Linked DNA regions of Mus musculus: region 2 is linked to region 1. A link is a contact called in public capture Hi-C data. All regions are on one chromosome and are shown on one strand. The core of a region is the stretch at or near the end of the contact, and the rest is flanking DNA. Distances in the headings are between cores, read along the strand shown. Region 1 holds the start of Raph1 (Ras association (RalGDS/AF-6) and pleckstrin homology domains 1). Region 2 holds the start of Nrp2 (neuropilin 2).

The links. Capture Hi-C pulls out chosen DNA fragments and counts their contacts.
Region 2: a capture Hi-C map of embryonic stem cells shows a contact between it and region 1, with 4 times the contacts expected there. The contact joins the promoter of Nrp2 here to the promoter of Raph1 in region 1. A contact is called at or near these places in 1 of 484 Hi-C or Micro-C datasets (embryonic stem cells), 4 of 115 datasets of contacts at active chromatin or transcription factors (astrocytes, bone marrow-derived dendritic cells, embryonic forebrain and 1 more) and 1 of 9 other capture datasets (embryonic stem cells).

The regions. Positions count from the first base shown.
Region 1 is chr1:60,563,013-60,570,128 of GRCm38.p6, reverse strand. It overlaps Raph1 (Ras association (RalGDS/AF-6) and pleckstrin homology domains 1), which reads left to right and starts at 3,364. Exons shown (of 14, transcript NM_001045513.3): 1 at 3,364-3,564.
Region 2 is chr1:62,699,525-62,706,640 of GRCm38.p6, reverse strand. Nrp2 (neuropilin 2) reads right to left here and starts at 3,324. Exons shown (of 17, transcript NM_001077404.1): 1 at 2,364-3,324. The coding sequence starts at 2,436.

The DNA of each region.
Region 1 (7,116 bases), core at 2,115-4,614:
TCAAACCACTGTCCTTAAGAACACACTTTTGCATAGTAATGGACTAAGAATCCTTTGAGGTGCCTAGGTTTATGGTGTGTGTGTGTGTGTGTGTGTGTGTGTGTGTGTGCGCGCGCGCGGGCAGGCACTCCACAAGCTCTCTGACTGTACCTGGGGCTTATCCATTTCTCAAGACGACCTGGCCAGTAAGTTTCAGGGATATTCCCATCTCTGAGCACTGGGATTAGGGGTACATACCACTGGGCACTAATCTGAATTAAGATCTTCTTTGCTTAGTAAGCCCTTTGTAGATAGAGCTCCCAACCGCCTATGGTAATACTTTAGTGTATAACTGTTTAGCTGGCATCTTCCTTCTGCATTCTTATTTCAGGGAGGGTGGTTAACATCATCTACTTAGCCTTCCCAGACAGGAGCTTGCTTGCTTTTTGTACAGCTTTCTCTTTCATTCAATTCTCCAGCCAATTTTCCATGAAATTCTGTAGATTCCACCTTCTCACTATATCCGTCTCCCAAGCACCCTCCCCACTGTATTTCCTCTGCCTTGCTTCTGTGGAGACCTAGGTGATTCTGACACCCCTCTTTTTGCTTCTATGCTTCAATTTTCTCTTGTCTCCAAACATACGCTCAGTTGTCACAGAGACTTAAAACCGCAGCTTGTGGTTTGAATATGCTTAGCCCAGGGAGTGGCACTATTAGGAGGTGTGGCCTTGTTTGGAGTGGGTGTGGCCTTGTCGGAGGAAATGTGTCATTGTGGGGGTGGGCTTTGAGACCCTCCTGCTAGCTGTCTGAAGACATACTTTTCCTGGCTGCCTTCCGATCAAGATGTAGAACTCTTGGCTCCTTAAGCACCATGTCTGCCTGGATGCTGCTATGCTTCCTGACCTGATTGAACCTCTGAACCTATAAGCCAGCCGCAATTAAATTTTGTCCTTTATAGGAGTTGCCTTGGTCATAGTTTCTTTTCACAGCAATGGAAACCCTGAGACACACTTCAAAGAGTTTATTCTTTATTATAAAGTGCAAACTCCTTAGTGTAGCACATGAGCTCTTGATTAATACAGTCCTTTCTACCATTCCCCACCTATCTGAACCTTCTCTGCATCTGTCCAGAAGAGCTGTATTTACTTGGGAGTAGCCTCGAGGGCATGGTAATACTACTAATGCTCACACACCTGCACAGACATTGCTGCCTTTCTCTAGAGTGCCTGTTCCCTCCTTATCTGGCGAGCTCCTGCCTGTCAGTCATCAAACGTGTAGTTTATCTTCACTGGGTAGGCTTTCCTGATCTGGGAATAGACTAATTTTCTAATACTGGCTTGCCTATCTCCTTTATCTAGCAGTCTGTGATTTCTGGGGGCTGGAGGCATCAAGTCTTTCTTGTTTTTACATTATTACCCCTTAGTTGGAGCCCAATAGACTCTAATTAAGTGAATAGATTATTTCATGGTTTAATGAGAACCTGCTTATTTTTCTCAATGGTAGAAAGTGACTGTTTTCTAAGATTCATCTTAACCAACCTAAGCACTTGTTGGGAAGAGCTGGCTGAGAGCTATCTAAAGAGCACTCAGGAGCCTATTTTGTAAGGAAGTTTCTGTAAAAGTGAGACTCTTCCTTGTAATGTGTTCAGTCTAGTAATAACATTTGACAACAATAGGTTATTTACTAGGTTTGGGCACCTAGGTATGCTTAATCTCAATAAACTTAGTCACAAGGGAATGAAGAGGCTCCAGATAACATTTGTATGCATTGCTGATTAAAAAATTCAAAGCATTTGTTATTTATACAAAGGTCTACAGTAGATACTGCATGGGGTATGAACTGAATATGATATGATATTCATTAAGAGAATATAGTGTGCTGAAATAATTACAGGTAACAAATGATGACTGAGTTCAACAGGGAAGAGAGGTCACAGGTACTGGACACTTCCACCATTTTTAGTTTATGAGATGATGTTATTTTACACGAGATTATTGAAGACCTACTAAATTTAAAATACAAAAAATGCACTTATTTCCTAAGTACAAGTATCTCAAGTGTGAAACAGACAATAATTGTATTGGACAGTTCTAAATACCAGTTTGAAACAGATTGTGCAGCAGTTTGGAAAAGACTACTAAAAGACTGAAACTACTTGGAACTCTTCAAGAATATCAGGAAGTAGAATGCAATTAGTCAAACTGGGATTTGATCCTACACTAGAGGAGTGAATACTCATTCTTAGAAAGATCGCCAGAATTTCGGAAATAGGTTATTTATGGGTTTTTTTTTTTTCCTTTTATTTTTTTGGTGAAAATTCAAGATACAGAAACAGTTAAAGAACAGACAAGAAGACATAGAAAAAAAAGAATGCTGGACGTTCAATGCAGCCAATTCCAGACCATAGCTCAATTTCTTCAATGCTAACAAAGTACATAGCCAAGCAAAGGTAATTTAATACTACTTTTCCTTTCCTTTGATCAACTTTACATGAAGGTCATAATAAGGACGTAAATCGAAAGAAATCTAAGTCTGCCTAAGTCAAAACTGCATTAAGATAAGCAGCATTTGAGTAATTTGGAGCTTGGAATCAAACCCAGTATTTTAAGTGTAGTACTCAGGGAATACAGCTCAGGGCTCAGGAAAGTTCGCCAACACCCTTGCTGAGAACAAATTCAATAAGGGAGAACAGAAACCAGGGACACAGATGAACAGGCTCTGACGTGAAAAAGGTAAAGATGAATGGAATAATGTCTGATCCCTGAAAGCTTTCCTTACACTGCACGAAACTGCAGAGTTTAAGCTAAAATGGGATTTCCTAGGGCAGTGCTCCCAGATTTCAACAATAGTAGGCGAGTGCCTGAGGAAGCCCAGGGTTGGTTCTGGAGACGACACATGCGGCAGGCAAAGGCTCCCAGCCCGGACAGGTCTGCTCGTCCGCCCTCAGTCTCCCAAGACCCTGGGACCCGAGTGATTGGGCAGGCTTCACGGGAAGGGCCACGGCGGGCGGGACCGCGGCGGGATTTTCCTCTCCGCTCATTCATTCTCTGATTCATTGGTTCCTGGAGGCGACTCACACGGACGCGCGCTGGAAAGGCAGGGCGCGGAGGACGGCCGCGGCTGGGTGCGGCCCGGCGCCTGAGGGGCGGCCGGTTGGGTGGGGGTGGGGGGTGCGGCTGTCCAGGCCGGGAGGGGCGCGCGCGTGCGCGCGTGCCGGGGAGCAGGAGAGGCGCGCGGCCGCCTGCGCCGGAAGTGAGCGGTGGCCGCGGCGGGGAGCGCGCGGTCAGGCGCAAGTCGGTCCGCCCTTGGGCCGCGCGGCCCTCAGCCCCGCCCAGTGTGCCGGGGCAGGACGCGCGGGCTCTGTGATCCGCGCCGCGGGGCTCTGCGGCCGCCCCGCCCAGTCCCCGCCGACGCCCGCTCTGTGGGTCGGTCAGTCAGTCGCCGAGCGCGCGCCGCGGGAGCTGCGGGCGCTCTCAGCGTTCGGGAGAGGAGCGTCGCCCCTGGAGAGGCGGCGGCGGCGGCGACTGGAGGCGCGAGCAGCTGCTGCCTAGCGCAGGGCTCCGGGAGGGCCGAGGGGCTGCCACGGTGAGTGCTCCGCCACCTGGCCCTCGAGGTCCGGGAAAGGAGAGGTCTGGGTGCCCGGGAGGCGCTGCCGTCTCCATTTGCCCGGCGCCCGGCGTGGCCCTCCGAGCGAGTGCGGACGGCTGCAGCCCGGGGCGCGGTCCTTGCCGGTCAGGCTCTCAGCGTTGGGCTGAGCCCCGCCAGGCGGCCTGCGGTGGGTAGGGGGTCGGCGGGGCCTGGGTTGCACCCCGCGCCCCTCGGGGCTGCACCGTGCAGACAATGAGACCTGGGGCCGCCTGGGGAGGTGCGGCAGGGCTGATACTCCGCACTAGGGCGCCGGTGGCCGGGGACCGCGGGTGGAAAGGGACTGGCTCCCGGTAGCCGCAGAAACCGATGGCTGGGTGCGGGATTGTTCTAGCTTCCATGCCCTGCCTGCTTTCATAGATGAGTTCACTGCAGAGATTTAGAAAGGCGGGGCGCCTTCTGTGTCTTCTAATTAAGCCGGCAAAGTAATTGCTCTAGTGCTTTTTAGCTCCATCTCATCTTTCCGCGTACATTCCCGCCGGAAATCCAAACTGCAATTCAGTGGAGGACGGCAGAAAGAGGGAAGGCTGCCTAATAGTGTTGGTTAGGTTGCCTTCGTTTTAAGACACCTGAAAGATACCCTTTTCCTATTCAGGGGTTGTCTTAGGCTGGCCCCCCTGTGTGAACTGGAAACTACTTGATCCTTATGTATCAGAGTGAAATAGGAGCTTTGGGAAATGGTATGAGTTGCATGTTTCCTGTGTGTTGCATTTCATACATTTTATGGGAAGAACAGTTTGGGTGGACGCTGCCTGCAGCATTTCTCATGGAGAAGTGGAGAGCCGCCCAAGTAGGTAAAGTCCTCCCTAAAGGAACTGTAAAGGTAGCGGGCTAGGGCTGAGGCATCATTCGATTATTAAACGGTGGTATTGTGTTCGTAAGAATATTGAAGTGAGCACACAGTCACAGAAACCTCCTCAGGTATAGTGGGAGACACTTCTACAACACTTGAGTGGTGGAAACAGTGCGTTAGAACAGAGTAAAGTCACATTCCATGCGCTAGAATAGGCTAGCAACGTGATAGTGGACAAGCAAGCCGATAACTATGCAGTAGTTCCCTGCCGGTAAGCAGCAGTACTCCACCTGTTTTCCTTTCTAGCCTGTTGTCAAGAAGATTGAATAAGAAAATGTATGCAAAATTGGTAGCCCCTTGCTTGTCTCTGAGATGCTCAGTACGTGTTAAATTCCTTTTCCTCCTGCTGAGGGCGGAGTGTCTCCTGAGAGGGAGGGTCAGAAGTGAATGTTGGCAACAGTGAGTTGTTGAGGCATGTGTAGCATAAGACAGCAAAGAAAAGGTTGATTCTACATTGAGAGGTCAGTGGGGGGGGGGGGGGGGGATCTGTAAGCTGCCAGTATAAAGTGGAGCCTTTTAAAAGGTTGAATAATACTTCATTTTTAAAACAACGTTTTATTGTTATGTATTAATTATACATAATACTGGGTCTCATCATGATCTTTTCATACATGTGCATCATATATTTGAATTTCAACAGGACGGGCAAGATTTTAACAGTATAGACTGGGAGAAGAAGACATTTCACATGTTAGGTGGTAATTATCCCTTCGCATGAGCCGGACATGGTGGGTGGATCTTTCCTGTAGTCTGCACTGGGGAGGCTGAGGCAGGAAGATTGACGTGAAGTCCAGGTCAGCCTGGATTACACAATGAGAGCCCATCTGAAAAACCATCAAACCACGTAAAAAATAAAATACAAATCAAACCACATAAAAAATAAAAGTAAAATCCAAATTCTCTAAGTAAAATCCTAGAGAGAATTCTCTAAGTAGAATCCTAGAGAGGTGGCAAAATAAGGACACTTTTTAAAACCCTTTGTTGAGTTTGTTCCAGACACCAGTTACAGATAGCTCAGTTGAAGTAAGTACAAAATGTCTACAAAGGTTTGTAAGTGATTGGTTTTTCACCAGACATTTTGTGGTATGGGATTGCTGCTCACTTGTGTTTGATTTTAGTAAAGAGCAATGTGTAGCTGTTTCTTTGTGATGAATATTAGCTCTATTTAGTATTCCACACAGACTCTTGACTCAGGTCTCTCTCACTGAGATTATTAATTTAGTGTCTGGCTGACAGTAGTGGAGAGGTAAGCATCTTTGGATAATGACTTCACAATTTTTAACACTTTGTTTTCTGGCTAGATCTTTTTAACTGTTATCTTTGAGGATAATTGTGTTATTTTTTTGTTTTTTGTTGAGTTTTGGCTCTCTCCAAATAAATAAGTAAATAAATGTTAGTGGACTAGAAACAAGGATAATAGATTCTGCGATACACATTTGCTTATTGACTTTGGCTTGGAAATCATTGAATGTCAATATTGATATTAATCCCAAACTCTTATTTCTTTAGGAAAAGTGATATTAATGGAGTAAGATATGTAACCTCAGGCTAATTATTTTGAATTCTTAGTTTCATTACCTATTAAATAGGAAGTTTGGAGTTACTGGTTTTCATTTGTTATTTCTTACTGACCTTAAGGATTTTAAGGATCTTAGTGTATTAACAAGAGCCTGTATTTGAGAGGGAGGCTGAGATGGGAGGATACTGAGTTTGAGGGTGGCCTACATAATGAGATTTTGCCTCAAAACAAAACAAAGGGAGTAATTTAATTTTGATGAAGGGCTTTTAAGGTTCTACAGACATTTGACCTAAATGTCATAAAAACGTTTGGAGATACAACTCAGTGGGAGAGCAGTTACCAAACACATAAGGGCCTGGGTTTTATACTTAGCACAAAACCAAAGTCTGACTTGTATGCTTGAAGTCAGGAGCATTACATTGAAATCAGAGCATATGAAAAGCTAAGGCAGAAGGGTTAAGGCTAGCTTAGGTTATATATTGAGGTCCTGACTCACAAAAATGTTTTAAAATTATAATAATAAAAAACTGTTACTAAATACTTTGTACTACTTTGAGTGCTTCCTATGTATTGAATTATTTATTCCTTACCATGCCTCTAAGAAGAAGGTCTCATTAATCTAGAAAACAAGCAGAAGTAGTAAATTACTTTCTTAAAGATTGCACAGCTCTATAGTAAACAGCTATTTAAAACTAGGCAGCCTAATTCTTGTATTCTTACCACCTTCCTATGCTACCATGTAGACAACTAACACCTTCTCCCCCCCTTCCTGTTTTAAAGTATGCTAAAGTTTTTATACATCTTAGCCATTTAAAGCATTAATTGTTAACTTTCAATGGCATTAAATATGTTTGTGTTATTGTGTAACTGTTACATTGTCCATTTCCAGAACTTTTTCACAATCCCAAACTGAAGTTCAACCTGTTAAACAGTAACTTCTCATCTACCACTGCAACTTCTAGTAGCCACTTTTTTACTTTGTCTCTTTGCCTTGAACACTATGGGTGCTTTCTGATAGTGTAGTCATTGTTTTATTGTTGTTGTTCTTGGGCTTTTCTTTTTTTAATCCAGACTCTTACCTTGTAGCCCAGGCTGGACTGGAACTCACTGTGTAGATCAG
Region 2 (7,116 bases), core at 2,075-4,574, 2.1 Mb before region 1:
GCCCAGCTGCCCAGACTCCTCCAGACCCGGGCGGGAGGGTATGCGCCTGGGAGCCGGATGCATGGTGCCCACAGAGCCTTCCAGCTACAGCGGACCGGCCGGGTATTTGCTCAGTTGCTCCCACGTGTGCCCGCCACCTTCTTTCCTTCTCGGAATAGGTTCCTGCCGCCGCCGTAGTGCCAGGGTCAGCCCAGCTCCTGGCGGGCGCACATAGGGTGAGTCAGAGGTCTAGCTTAGCCTCGCCCTTAGCCACCCGGGCTAGGTCTCCCGGTACCAATCAGTTACTCGACTGAAACCATGACCGGTGATTGATCACCTTTTCGGGGAGCGGGATAATATCTACTCTGGGCGGGTCCCACCCCCAGACCGAGGCTGCCCGCGAGGCTTTTAGTGGGCGATGAGCTTCGCACCCCGCGCTTTTGAGCTTCTCTGGAAGTGACGCAGCGTGACCAAAGATTGAGATGGGAGGGGGATCTGCAGAGAGCGCGGGAGGCAGGTGGCAGAGCAGGAGTGGGTCCGAGCGGGTGTCGTACACACACGTACACATGCTCCACGCAGTGCTCAGGGACAGATGTGCGAACATCTGGGATAGGAGATGGTCCCCAAGTCTTTACAATCCCTTCCACTTCGCACATCACTGGGAACCTGAAGTTGTGTGTGTGTGTGTGTGTGTGTGTGTGTGTGTGTGTGTGTGTGGTGCCAGTGTGCGCGCACTCGCACACCGGGGCCTACCGGAGTCCGTTCTTGAATACATAATATACCGTGGGCATTCTCAAGGAGCGCGCGCGCGCACACACACACATACACATACACAGCAAACCACACACATACATAATTTACACAGCATTCAGGTCCGTGGGAGGCAATTTAATTTCTATTCAAGCTGGGGATTCAGAATTAAGGCAAGATGGAATGCTAGGCCCAGAAAATTTCCCCAGGACGGACCTGCACCCAACCCTTCCTTGGCTCACGCTTTGCAGTTGCCCATAGGACCAGTTACCGCAGAGAGGGAGCTGCAAAGGCTTGGATTTGCATCTCAACGGCTTTCCCCAATCCGCCAAACCCCCAAAAGATAGCAAAACATAAAACCCATATGTATCCCAGGTAAAGTGACTGTAGGTATGTGTTGGGGAAGGGACAAGAAGCTTGGTAGCAGCTAAGCTTTTGCCTCAGGACCCACCCGCTAAGCACGGTGCGGGGGCGCCAGGGTGGCTGTGAGGAAGGAGACCCACCACTGCGGCTGCCTGACTCCGCCAAGTGCCTCAAGGCAATAGCACTTCTCCGAGTTTTTGTCTCTGTCTTTCCTCTCTCCTTCTCTCTTCCCCCATTTCCTTGGTAGATGGTACCCTATCCCCAGTCACCTGTAGGAGCAAACGCTAATAGGCTAATAGTTTTTTTTCAGGTTCCAGACACTGTCTTAGAGCAGAGGGAAGCACCCCCAGAAGCAGTCCCAGGGTGGAAGAACCGCATTCCCAGAGACCAGAGACCTGTTTTCAGAGAGGTAGCCCTTGTCGCAATCCACAAGAGCTGGCCCCCGGCCTCTCCTAGGCCCTGCTGTGCCTATCTCTGCAGCCCGTGTCCACACACCCTTTTTGGCAGTGCTTGAGAATAAATTCCACTCAAAAGTTTCTAACCACTTCACAAGAGGAGAGACTGCCGAGGGTCATACAGTTTGTTTTATCTTTTAAGAAAAAAATTTAAAGAACATGATTCGCTTTCCCAGAAAACACACGGATTCGGGAGAGAGTGGGGACCATCAACTGCCCACGGGAAAGCTCCCATCTCGGTCACAAGCTGGCTTGCTTCACCAGCTTCAGCCCTCTGGTTCTGAGATGTATCCACCCAGTCTGCAAAGAATCCACACATCTGAAAAGCAAAGCTAGACTCTTGCTTTTTTTTTTTTTTCCCAAGCCCTTCAGCTAACATTGCTCAATGTAGCTAAGTGGAGGGAATGCAAATGATTTATATTTCACTGGCTAGGTTGAGGAAACTCAAGGGAGATGTGTTCTGCTTCAAGACAGGGAGGAAAAAAAAATCCCCAAAACTGTAATGCAAAGGCTTTGTAGTATTTTTAAACCTTTGATTCAGTCCATATGTGACATCTGAACACCGCCAAATTCTGTTACAAAACACACACACACACACACACACACACACACACACACACACACTCCCTTTGCAAGAGAGAAAAGTTGGGTTTAGCAGCCCTGGTGGTGTAAAGAAGGCCGCTGAGATCTCCCTTTAAATGATTGAGTATTGAGGGAGCCTCCTCATGAGCGCTTCTCAGTGGCTTCTCTCCATTAGCTGTCGCCTTTAAAGGGGAAACCGTGTAAAAATGAATAGAAAAACTTTGAAGGGCTTACCTTGCTGGCTTCTCACTTCGTGTCCTGAAAAGTACAGAGCTAAGAAAACCCAGGTAAGAGGAAACATATCCATTTTTGACAGAGAGGCTCTCTCCGGGGCTAGGTTTGTGGGATCTCCTATAATTATGTCTTTGTGTTTTTCCTCTCTAATTTTCTTCCTGGTGGTGTCTTCTGCAAAGGTCTCTAACGATCAACGTTTTCCTCCTGGGTCCTGGCAGTCAGTCTGTCTTCACCTTTATTCTTGCTGGAATATCTCCACCTCACTAGGAGATAGCTCTTGAAATCAGCAAAGAGGGAGCAAGCTAAGGAAGCGGAGACCGGTTTCCTCTTCAAACCCAAACGCGTGTATGTTCTCTCCAGTTCCTCAAAGTGTCATTTCCTTTATCCTACAACATCACGAGGGTTTCCCGAAAGCTGAACGCAAAATAATAGTAATAATAATAAAAATCAAAGCCAAGAATTGCCCTGGGCATCACACGGCCCCTAGGCAGCTGTGTGATCTCAGAAGCGCTAACTGACACAGGTCCCCCGGCACCCGGGACACACACGCGGGCAGAGGCACCGACCGCTGGACAGGCGGAGTGGTAAGCAGTCAGACGTCCGGCTCTTGTCCTTTCTGGGTTCCCCTAAGCTGGAGCCTCCCCCGGCGGTTACACCCGCTTGGCCAGTCTCTGGAGGGGAGTGCGAGGCAGGAAGCTGCTGCGGCCGGTGCTGCTGGTGTTGCTGCGGGTGCGGCGGCTGGGATCGCCCGCGAGTGTGCGAGCGGCTCTCCGAGTTCGCTGGCGCCCGCCCTCACCTCCACCTCGCCCAGCGCCCGGCCGAGTGTCTGTGCTTCAGAGGATGTGCCGGGGGCGGGCTGCAGGCTGGTGCCTTGCTCGCCTCCTCTGCCTCCCCTCCGGCTCCCCCCTCGCCTTTTCAGGCCGAGCAGCATGTGGATGTCAGAGCCGCGGCAGAGCGATCCGATTACGCGCCCGCTCAGGGCCCGCCCCTTCTGTGTTCCTGATTAAAGAGGCAGCCGCGGAGACGCGCGGCGCAGAGCCGAGGACCGCGGCACCCAGCTCGGGCGGGGCGGCGGTGGCTCGCAGCCCCGCGGCCGCGCGATCAAAGTTAAGGTGCCACGCAACCCTGCCGCCCCTCTCCCAGTCCGCACCTCCCTCCCGCCCCACGCACCTTCGTGCGGGGCTGCGGGTGTGTCACACCCGGAGCAAGGAGCGCCCTCCCTTCAGGGCGCGCTGCCTCTGCCGGAGGGAAACTCCGCGGAGCCCGGGAAATTCTTGTTTCCCCTAAATTCCGAGACTCAGATGCTACACACTCAGAATCCAACACAATGCCACCTGCAATGGCGTTACAGAAGGAGTTGGGTGGCGGACCGCGTTTGGCGTAGGGAGCCAGTCCGCGGCTCAGCTCTGTGTTCCCAGAGGCAGCAAAGCGTGGCGGCGACACACACAGTCAGCCTTTAGCCTTCTCTGAACCAAACCTCAAATACTTCTTGGGCTTACTTCTCAGATCCTTTGTTGTGTCCCAAACAGGATCCTCTGCGGTCTGGGTTAGGATTTACTTCAACATGTGCCCTTAACTTGTAACTATCTGTAAACGAGGGACGATTTTATTGAATAAAGAATTTCTCCGGGCAATTAAATTCCCCACCCCCACCCCTGGCCACCCAATACACCTTCAAGCTTCCAACATAGTATAGGTACAGGGAGGCCTCTTGGACTGCTACTGTAACTACTTCTGTTCATGTTTCCCCAAGGTATTGTGGTCACAATGTTGACAGAAAGAAAATAGCATTGTGTTACCTATTTTTAAGTGGAGACATGAAAACTGTTTCAAGGCGCTATAAGCTAACAGTTGGAGAAAACACTTGCATCTTTGTTTCTGAGGGTGGCTGGGTGATCCCCAACTGTCATATTCACCAGGCACCCTTGCTTTACCATGATCAAGATCCAACAGAGCACACCTGGCAACCTTTTCAGTCCCCTTCCTAGCAGTCTGAAGATTAGGAAACATAAAGTTTGGGTGAGAAGGGACATGAACATCTGACTATACCATTTTTCCCCCTTAGCGTGGACTTATGGGTTCTTCTGGGTGGTTTCTCTCCTTATCTGGACTTGCCATTAGCGTTGTTTATCACAGCCAGTGTTTGAAAAAAAAAATCTGTAACTCTCACTTAACTGTTATTTACATGGAGATAAACACAAACAAAATTGAATCAGAAGTGATTTGCAACTAGTTAAATGAGGGATTTTCCAGTGGAAGTCCAGAGCCTGAATACCACATGGTTAATCTTAACTGCCTGGCTGCAAAGGGCTGGAGTTAGAGGCCCTCTGAGTTCTTCCAGAGAGCAACACATACACACACACACACACACACACACACACACACGTGCACACGCATGCACCACTCAAATACTCATAGGGGCTAATTTTGATTTCCTTTATCCTTTCTTTCCCTTCCCTGGGTTCTTCGATGAAGGAAGAGGGGAAGCCTGGAGTTTGGACCTTAAGTTCAAATCCTGGCTTGTGTTGTTGGCAAAACACTAATCCAAGAACAAACAACGCTATCTGTACTAACAGTGCCTGCAAGGAAAGAGTTACTTAGTGTCACAACCCCACTGCTCTCCAGGCATAGAAAACCATTCCTACTTAGACTAGAGATGCACACAGCAGCTTTCTGAGAACATGACAAAGGGCAGAGAGATGACTGGGGAGAGAGAAAGAAACCCAAAGCCCATTGGGAAGCCATAGGATGACAACCCCGAACTGCTGGGCTTGGGACCTCAGACTTGAGGGTTCCCATCTAGCTGCTTCCAAGGTTCTCCTTCGTTCTGGGAAAAGTCAGTAAGATTCAGCGTTCTGTCCCTGGATCCTGCTTCTGCCCATATGGATCTTCGTTTTCTCAGAGGTGTTCTAAAGGGGGCGCTAACTTGCTTCCTGGAAGCCTCTGTGCCTCTGCATGCAAGACTTGACTGCAGTCCACTGGAGTGAAGGCTTCCTGTTCTGCAGATGGCCAGAGGGAGGGAGAACCCCTGGGGAGTCAAACTGGTCAGAGCTTTTCCAATCCTCTAGGGGGCAGCACTCAATAAATAATGCCCATGCCACCAAAGGCCTCTACATCCGTGCTGGGAAGCTCCTGCCTTTTCAAAGGACTTCAGCAGACCAGGGGAAATTCAAAATCAGGCTACTGAATCTTCCAGCCTGCTCTGAACAATAGCGGAACTGGCCCCCAAACAGCTCGTAGTGAAGTGAGGACTCCTGAAATTACCTCTCATTCAGCTGGGATGCTCACATCACCATCCTTAATTATGAATTAATAATAATAATAATAATAATAATAATAATAATAATAATAATAGGTGGTCCTTAGGTGGGGAGGAGTGGGTTAGGAGAACATAGAGCAAGTTTCCAGATGACACTAAAAGGAAACTGTCCTCAGACACTTCCTGTGGAAAGTCAGGATATCCTGAGCTATACAGTCCCAAACTTTAAGGGCATTAGAATCATGGGGGGTGGGGAGGTGTTAAAAGTCCATCTCTTGGGTCACCAGCCTCCTGTGGGTAGAATTCCATAATCTGAGATGACTTCTGGGTATCTGTACTTTTTCCTACACATGTTTTAGATGATTTTTGACTCATAGGCCAATTGAACAATAATTCTGATATATGCTATTTACTGTACAGCCTTTGGTGCATCTCCTATTGAAGGATATTTGGAAAAGTACTCCCTTTACTCTTTCTCTGTGAACACTTTTTTTTTGGGGGGGGGGTCTGATGTTTCAGATTCCGGGAGAGCCTCACCAAGAATATATCCACAAAAGTGCCAGAATGGTGCAGCTCCTGGCTTTACTGTGTGACTTTGAGAAGCGGTGGGCCTAAGAACCTATTTGGAAACCACCTCAAAGATGATCTGGGGTAGCAAGGAGAGTTGGAGCAACATGGTCAGAGGGCCAGTTATTGGAGTTTGTGGAGCTGGATTCAGCCCCCCCCCCCCAGCCCCCATACAAGCATCACTGGTTGCTGCTAGCAGCTTCTTCAGGTATGCCTTTCCATTTGTGTTCATCAAATTGGATTAAGTGTTCATAGATGCGTGACTATGCAGGGGGCATGGAAACCAGACAGGCACTGGGGTTCTGCCTCCTGGGAACACAGGATCTCAAAGCTCCAGAAGTTTTCATGCTTCCACAATAGACACCACCTGTCACATGCTGTTCCCTTATCGGAGCCCTCGCTTCAACAAGCTCTCACCCTGAAAGGGAGAGATAGAGGCATAATTACATCTTAATCTGTAATTTACGGCTCTGTCCCAGTTAATGTTTAGCTGCATCTGTCTCAGAAGCAAACCTTTGGTTAAAATGTAATAGATCCTCATTTTGTATTCTCTCTCTTGTTTGATGTTGAAGTCCAGGTTCTGATCAATAGGAGTCCCCCATACCCCCACCCCCAACATACTTTGAAAATACTTATTTTTTTCCTTAACATACTTGAACACCACTTAATTGTTTCTTTTTTTTTTTGGTATTGTATTTAGTGGGTTCCCAGAATCCTTGCAGATTCTCATGGAAATCTTTTCCATTTCAAATTGTGTGTATGTATGTCTCAGCCTTAGACCTAAATTTGACAGGAGGAACCCTTGTAAATAAAACACAAGAGGCAACCAAATGCAAAATGTATTCAAATATCCCTTGGCAAGAAAAAACACAAGGCTTTCTGCTTCCTCTGCTCTCTTTGGGTTCATCATGGAGCTGAGTTCCCTCC